Regions from separate parts of the Mus musculus genome. Here region 1 is linked to region 2. Evidence: chromatin contacts called from public ChIA-PET data. All regions are on one chromosome and are shown on one strand. The core of a region is the stretch at or near the end of the contact, and the rest is flanking DNA. Distances in the headings are between cores, read along the strand shown. Region 1 has its middle 41 kb from the start of Gm38404. Region 2 has its middle 11 kb from the start of 1700018A23Rik.

Region 1 (3,649 bases), core at 1,019-3,518, 450 kb before region 2:
TGTGGTCTCCAAGGGGTTGGCTCCTCAAAGGGAGCTGTAATGTCTCCTGTGCAAACTATGGGCTGGTGGGGTGGTGATGGAAGTTGGTGAAATGAGACAGACTAAGGCACCAGAACCCGTAACCTGAAGCAGAGGGGAGGGGTACCCTTCTAGAACACCATAAACCAATAGCATTTGCATCACAACGGTCCTGTTCCTCCTCTGTCTGTCTGTCTGTCTGTCTGTCTGTCTGTCTGTCTGTCACAGAGCACTTCTTCCCTCTCTCACTCTGAGAGGTGGAGAGAACAGAGTATGGAATGAGGCTGGAAAAGAGGGAAGTGAATGGATTCCAGTCATCATTGGGCCCGGGGGATGAGGCAAGCTGAATATGACTCAGTTCAAAAGAGAATCCCAGCTGGCATGATGGCTCACAATGACAGCTCTGGAACTCAGGAGGCTGAGGTAGAAGGCTCATGAGTCCAAGACTCTACAAAGGGAGACCCTGAAAAGGAAGGAAAGGAGGAAGGGAGGTAGGGTAGGAGAAAAGGAGGGGGAGAGATAGAGAGGAGGAGGAGGAATGAAGAAAGGAGAGGAGAGGGGAGAAGGAAAAGGAGGGGACAGGTCCATCAACCTCTCCTGACCCCGCCCCCGACCCCGCCCCCCAGCAGTGGTTTCTGTTCCTAGCATCTTTGTACTGAAGATGGGCCCGTGGACAAGGATGGCTCCAGCATCAATACATTCCTAGAAGGACAGTGTCGTGATCACCGTTCCTTTGCTATGAATCACATGGCCAAGCAAAGACCCTGATACTTCCAAGTCCATTCACAGGAAGGCAGTGCCCCAGCTCTCTGCCCCAGTTCTCTGCCCCAGCCTTTGGGAAGACTCCTGGTCTGAAAGTAGGGAAGAATTCTAGAGGTCTTTTCAGCCATGCCCCTGCCTCCTGGAATGTCTACAACTCATCTGATGTGAAGCCCAGGGAGTCTGTGTAACAAACTAAGCATTCAGGAGGGGACAAGAACCTGGTGGCCTTTTCATTTTCCACTACAAGGGGCTACAGAAGAGAAGGCAGGGAAAGGAGAAAAAAACCTCTCCCTACCAGTCTCTTCTTCTTCCTTTGTTTCCAAGTCAGGGGTCATGTCTGCCCTACCTGTCACTGTCTTCATCCTGTGAGGACTGTCATCCTGACAGACTCTGTATTCCCCGAGGAGGCAAGCCTCTAGGCACACCTGGGAGGGATTTCCTAGATTGGGCTAGCCTCATGCTCTGTGAGCCACTCTCTTCATTAGATTGAGGTGGGAAGACTCACCCTGAATATGGGTGTCACCGTCCCCTGGCCTGGGTCCTGGGCTGAATAAAAAGGAGATATCAAGCCAAACACAACGTTCATCTGGCTTCCTGCTCTCTGACTCTGCCGGTACAATGTGATCAGTTGCCTCAAGCTTCCGACTCCCCTGCCCTGATGGATTGCACCCTGCAACTGTGAGCCAAAGTCTTTCCTTCCTTCCTTAAATTGCTTTTGTCGGGGTATTTTGTCATAGCAGCAGAACGGTAACTAGCACGCCCCCTACTGGCCACAAATCTATAACACCCACCGCTGCTGGAAGCCATCATTCTCTCTCAATAGTGGCAACTGCTCTGCTGGCGGCCAGCATCACTCTGCCTTAGAAACCGAATCTTTCACTTTGGGCCATTCAGTGTTTGCAGTAACTCCGCTCTGGGAGTGTTTTATGATTGTCCCTTCAACAAGCAGAAAACTGCGGACCAGCAAAATAAGACAAAGCCCTCCAGCTTGCTTTCCCACTACATAGACATACAGGCACCCCTTGGAATGATTTCCACAGGGAAATTTCGAGGAACCCAGGCACCCTCTGCTACCTCCTGATGAACAGGAGGGGCACACTGGCAGGCCACAGCACAGTGAACTGCCCCAACACCCCATGGGAAGGGCCGTGAGGTGTTCCCTCCAGAATGTTGACTGTCATTTCCCCTGGCTTAATTGCAAGGCAGGCATTAACGGACCCAGAGAGTCAGCGTCCTTCACAGTCGCCTGCAGAAGCGCTGGAATTTCTGAGCTTCCTCAGAGATGAGCAAGGTCCTGGGGAAAAGGGCTGGGGAGGGGGGGAGGCGCGGGGAGTCCAGGGGCCAGTGCCCCTCAGGTCGGTATTCCGGAAACATCCCGGTCACTTTGGATTCGGCAGCGCAGGAAGGAAGGTTCTTGTTAGCGCCCAGTTTCCTGTGGGCAGGAGGATGATCTCAAACAGCTCCCAGCGCCTGGGCCGGCAGCCAGCTGTCTTGGATGGTCAGAAGGTGAAATTTGAATGCTGGTGAATGGGAGAGCGGAAGTTCAGCAAGACTGAGCTGAGCCCCATTCATGAAAAAGATCTAGTCTCACTTCCTTATTGCCAGGAGTCGTGTGTGTGTGTGTGTGTGTGTGTGTGTGTGTGTGTGTGTGTGTGTGTGTGTGTGTGTGTGTGTTGTCTGCTCATGGGAGAGCGAACAACTACTTTCTGTCTCATTTCTTCCCCAGACTCCCACTCTTCCTTTTTTTTTTTTTTTTCCTGTCTCAAAATACGAAGCTTATCCTCAGGAAACTGCCAAAAAATGTGTAGCTGGTCTGTGGTTTGCCAAAAAAACGAAAGAAAAAAAAAAGATAAATTCATGCAAAAAGCAGCATCCCACTTCCCCAAGCCTGCGAGCTCTCCCTTCTCTGAGTCTGTCTCTGTCTGTCTTTCAGTCTCTCCACTCTCTGTGTCTCTGTCTTTCTCTTCTCTTCTCTTCTCTTCTCCTTCTCCTTCTCCTTCTCCTTCTCCTTCTCCTTCTCCTTCTCCTTCTCCTTCTCCTTCTCCTTCTCCTTCTCCTTCTTCTTCTCTCTCTCTCTCTCTCTCTCTCTCTCTCTCTCTCTCTCTCTCTCTCTCTCTCTCTCTCTTCCTCTCCTTGTGGTCCTCTATTCCAGCCCCTCCTAGCTTAGAGTGGTAAAATTAACCCCTAGGGGGTGCTGGACTGTGAACTACGGTAAAGGCTGACCCCAGGGAACCATTCTGAAGCTAAACATGGGCTTTCTCTGGGTAAAAGTTCATGGCCATACAAGGCTCTGGGAGGCCCACCGTGAGCAGCCAAGCACCCAGTCAGCCACACTTACTCCCAGAATCACTGGAACCTTGCAGCCATTTGGGTAAGAGCATGATGACCCCAAAGTCCTCGAAAGGGCGAGAGAGAGAGAGAGAGAGAGAGAGAGAGAGAGAGAGAGAGAGAGAGAGAAACAGAGAGAGGGCGATGTGAAACTCCCATACTTGTCTCTTGGGTCTCAGTCAAGAAATGCTTAGTGAGCATCCCTAACTTCACAGCAACGTTGGAGGTGGTGCACCTGCCACCACCGTTGAGGGCACTTCTTGGGCATAGCAGGTGGAAGGGCACTACGGTACTTTCCCCACCTGTAGCCAACGTTCTTTGTTGTTGACACCCCAAGAAACCTCAGTCTTGTTGATCCTGTGCCTTTATGACAATTCTCACTCATGACAACCTCTCAGGGAGTGTGGAAAGGGATGCTATGAGTACTAATATCTTCAGTCCACTGGTGACCCAACGCCGTTTAGATGTCAGGGATTTCTAGACTCCTATCTTTTGTGTTGTTCAAGTAGTACTGACAACTTCAAGAGCTACTGTGACGATC
Region 2 (3,865 bases), core at 50-2,549:
CATTACTTGCAGAGTTCTCTGACTTTACCTCTTTCCGAGATTAAATGCCCATCAACCATATTGAGTGCTCCGTTGCATTTCCTAATTTGCAGCGTCTACAAATACATGCGGTTAGGATACAATCCAGTTCTGTACAAAGATCCTTTCTCTTTTGTTGCTGTGGTGGAGGGATATGGCTGAGCCCCTTGACTTTCGTGGGAGGGAGCATCCTTAAGCTGAGGAATCCTCTTACTGGCAATCATACATACCTTAGGATTTCTTCTTGGGTTGTACTGTCTGGTGTCTCCTCTCCTGGCTGAAGCCATCCAAACACTCATGTCTGTGCCATACACAGAATTCAACACTATGATACCTACCTGCAACCAATCCAGACAAACAGTAAAGTTATTTCTGGGATACAGGAAAACTGTCTGCGGGCTATCTGCCCTAAACCAGAAACCACAGCACAAAGAAGCATGCTTAAACAATCTCAGGACTTGGGAGGCTGAGGCAAGGGGATTGTCAGAAGGTTGAGGCCAGCCTGGGCTACAAAGTGAGTTCCAAGCCAGCTGTGAGTCTAAACGAAAGGAAAACCCCAAACAGAATATAAAATACAAACCTTCAGAACTGGGAGTGGTGGCTCACACCTATAATCCCAGCTCTAGGAAAGTAGATGCAGATGTAGCTCAAGATCAGCTTCTACTACATATCAAGGTCAAGGCCAGCCCAGGCTACCTGCTACCCTGTGTCTAAAGGCAAACTCCCAAAGAATCCACTGAGGATGTTCCAGACGCATCAGGCCCAAGAGGCCGCGCTACGAGGACAGAGTGCTTAGTAGACAGACTTTTCAAATGGGGACGTGGGCTAACTCTGAGATGCCTCTAGGGGCTTTTAGAAACGCTTACGGAGATCTTGCACAGCATGGATTCCTGTAACAGATCCCTTAATACAGTATTTTGAAATGCCCATGTTATTTGGGCTGTAAGTGGCCCATGATGGTGGTTAGGTCAGTTAGGTCTCCTATTTAGAGAGCACAGGAACCTAAGTCATGTTTAAACTCCTCCACCTCCCATTATTATTGGTCTATTTTTAATTTTCAGTTGTTTTAGGGGTGGGGATAGAGCCCAAGGCCTGGTGCAGGACAAGCAAGCAGCCATCACTGAGGTACCCAGCCCTAGCCAGAATTTTATAAGCAACTTTTTTGTATAACACTTTGTCTTTCAGAATGTCTTTCTTTTTTAAAAAACATAAAACCACAGTGATGACAATATCTTATGTTTCCTGAATGTGCCGAGCCTTTGACAAGGTTGGCTCGCACCTCATAACCACACTGCAGAGGAAATGGTTGATTTGTTTCACTTTTTGAAAACAAGGTTTCACTGTATAGTCCCAGATAACCCCGAACTTGTGGCAGTCATCCTGCCTCAGCCTCTCGAGTGCCAGGATTCAGGGAAAACCTCACTGTGCCTAGCTTGTTTGCCTGTTTATTGTAGCACTAGGGCTCCAACCTAGGCCCTTGCCCATGCTAGGCAAACACAAACCACTGAGCTATATCCCAAATCCTAGTCGGTGTTATAAACTCTCATTTTATAGATAAGAAAAATAGTTCAGAGAGGTAAACTAAATTGCTTTAGTTTCCCTAACTAGTGAGTAATGAACTTAATTTCTTAAACAACCCATACCCTTTCCAGCACTCTCTGGATGCCTGTGGTGGTCTAATCTATAGACCAGAGTTACCATAATTAACCTATCAATCACTACAAATTATTTCATTAATACGCTTATGGTTGTGACATCTAGGGATGTTGGTGGTAGTGATTATAGCACTTTGAATACTAATGGCTCAAATAGGGTTTTGAGTATCTTGTTACCAGTTGGTGGAACTATTTGGGAGGGATTGGAGGCTGTAGCGCTGCTGTTGGAGGAGCTGTGTCTCAGGGGTTGATCTTTGAGGTTTCAAGAGATTTGTGGGATTCGCAGTGCACTCGTGTAGCTGCCAGCGACCACGGGGTACTGAGTTCCTGAAAGCAAAGATGGGGGTTTGGATGGGAAAGGCTTCGAGAGAAATAAGGAGCCAAGACAAAGTTCTCTGATCAAGGCCAATGTTGACTTATGAGTGTGAGCTTATAAAGGGGTGGGGACCACCCATCCCCCACCAGGCCAGCATCTCATTGCTTTGTCAGGATCACATCAGGAAGACAGGTTCAGTCTCTCAGCAGTAGTGGCATCTTGGAGGAAACCACAGATGTGGCAGGACAATAGACTTTACCTAGGTTGGAAGACTCCACCCTAGATGGGCTAGCTGGCTGTGGCAAGCTAGGTTTGAGGCAGCCTGCTCAAGGCTGGGGGAAGAACACACACTTCCAGCAATGGGACAAGGGGCTCTCAGAGGCTCAGCAGAGAGAGGCCCAGGACTTATTCCTCGAGTTGGTTCGCAACGTGTTCTTCAGTAACTAGTTGCCCTGTAACCGCAGCATCCTTGACACCCGTGATGCCAGGGAGTACCCTTTTATATTGATATGTGGCGGTTACCCTTTAGTCATTAGCTGATGGCTGGTTCCTTGTTTTCAGGTCTGGGCTACTGTGAATAACGCTGTCATGTTTTGCCTTTTATTTTATTTGTTATTGTTATTATTATTATTATTTGTTTTTTTCGAGACAGGGTTTCTCTGTGTAGCCCTGGCTCTCCTGGAACTCATGCTGTAGACCAGGCTGGCCTTGAACTCAGAAATCCGCCTGCCTCTATCTCCCAAGTGCAGGGATTAAAGGTGTGCACCACCACGCCTGGCCTTATGTTTTGCCTTTTAATGAATTGGAGTTAGGGTTTGATATACACGTACTAATACACAAACATGAAGGTTAAGGGGGAAAGAGGCAACCGAGACACACCCCAAAGCATGGGTGTGGTCTCAAGGAGGGTTGTTTCCTGTGCAAGGCCATATGAGAACAAATGGAGGTCTTCATTTTGTAGACGTTGTAGCAGAGTTGCTGTGTTGTATGGTAACTCTGTTTTTAGCCTTTTGAGGGCCTGCCCGCCTGTTTCCTAAATGGGGCTACATAATTAGTTATATTCTGTCCCACAGGGTTGAGCAGATTCTTGTTGCTTGCCTTTTGTTTTTGAAGGAGAACCAGGAAATCAAGGCGTTATGTTCTGAGCTACATAGATCTCTGCCTCCAAGAGTTGGTGATTACTGGGGCGGACCACCCTGCCTGGCAGAAGCCAGGTCTGGTTTGGGCGTTGAACCCAGGGCCTTGTGAATGTACAAAAGCATGCCACCAATGATGGGTAATCCCAGGCTCCTGGGATTTGTCCACATATTCGCCAACACGTTATTGTGTGTGTGTTGAGCTATTAACTTATTGGTTGTGAGATGAATCTCATTGTGGTTTTTTTTTTATTTTATTATCTAAAATTTTAGACCTAATGATGTTGAACATCTTTTTATGTACTCATTACTCATTTGCATGTCTTTTTCCAGGAGTGTCTACTTGAGCATATTATTTTTTGTTATTGAATTGCAACTTCCATTCTTCCTTCCTTCCCCGCCCCTCCACTCCCCCTCCCTCCTTGAGCTGGCTTCCAGAACTGAGTAAAAACCTGCGGGAGGGGAGGAGAAACGGAGTAGGTTCAGCAGCCCCTGCTCTGCTTCCTGGTCTGTGGCGTGTGGGAGTCCCAGTCACTTGTCCCTGCTGTCACAACCTCTGCTGTGCCCTGCCATGATGGACGGACCCTCCTGGACCCTGAGCACAGATGAACCTTGCTTCCCCTAAGTCGCCTCTGCTGGATACCTTGTCATATCAGTGAGAAAGGTTTGTAATACAACCAGAGGCTCCACAAAGGTGGATATTAAAAATACAAAATCGGGCTGGCGAGATGGCTCAGTGG

The links. ChIA-PET counts read pairs in DNA pulled down with a chosen protein or histone mark.
Region 1: a contact with region 2 is called in an RNA polymerase II ChIA-PET map of memory CD8 T cells, with 10 read pairs. The contact joins two enhancer-like sites. A contact is called at or near these places in 1 of 484 Hi-C or Micro-C datasets (embryonic stem cells) and 1 of 115 datasets of contacts at active chromatin or transcription factors (memory CD8 T cells).

What each region holds. Positions count from the first base shown.
Region 1 is chr6:127,264,905-127,268,553 of GRCm38.p6, reverse strand. No RefSeq gene overlaps it. Among named protein-coding and RNA genes, the nearest start is that of Gm38404, 41 kb to the left of the region's middle. Within about 2 kb of position 2,268, at least 175 of the 459 cell types and tissues checked have an H3K27ac peak or open chromatin away from gene starts, as enhancers often do. A contact at or near this core is called in memory CD8 T cells, where this site is marked.
Region 2 is chr6:126,809,120-126,812,984 of GRCm38.p6, reverse strand. It overlaps the pseudogene Gm29788. Among named protein-coding and RNA genes, the nearest start is that of 1700018A23Rik, 11 kb to the left of the region's middle. Within about 2 kb of position 1,299, at least 25 of the 459 cell types and tissues checked have an H3K27ac peak or open chromatin away from gene starts, as enhancers often do. A contact at or near this core is called in memory CD8 T cells, where this site is marked.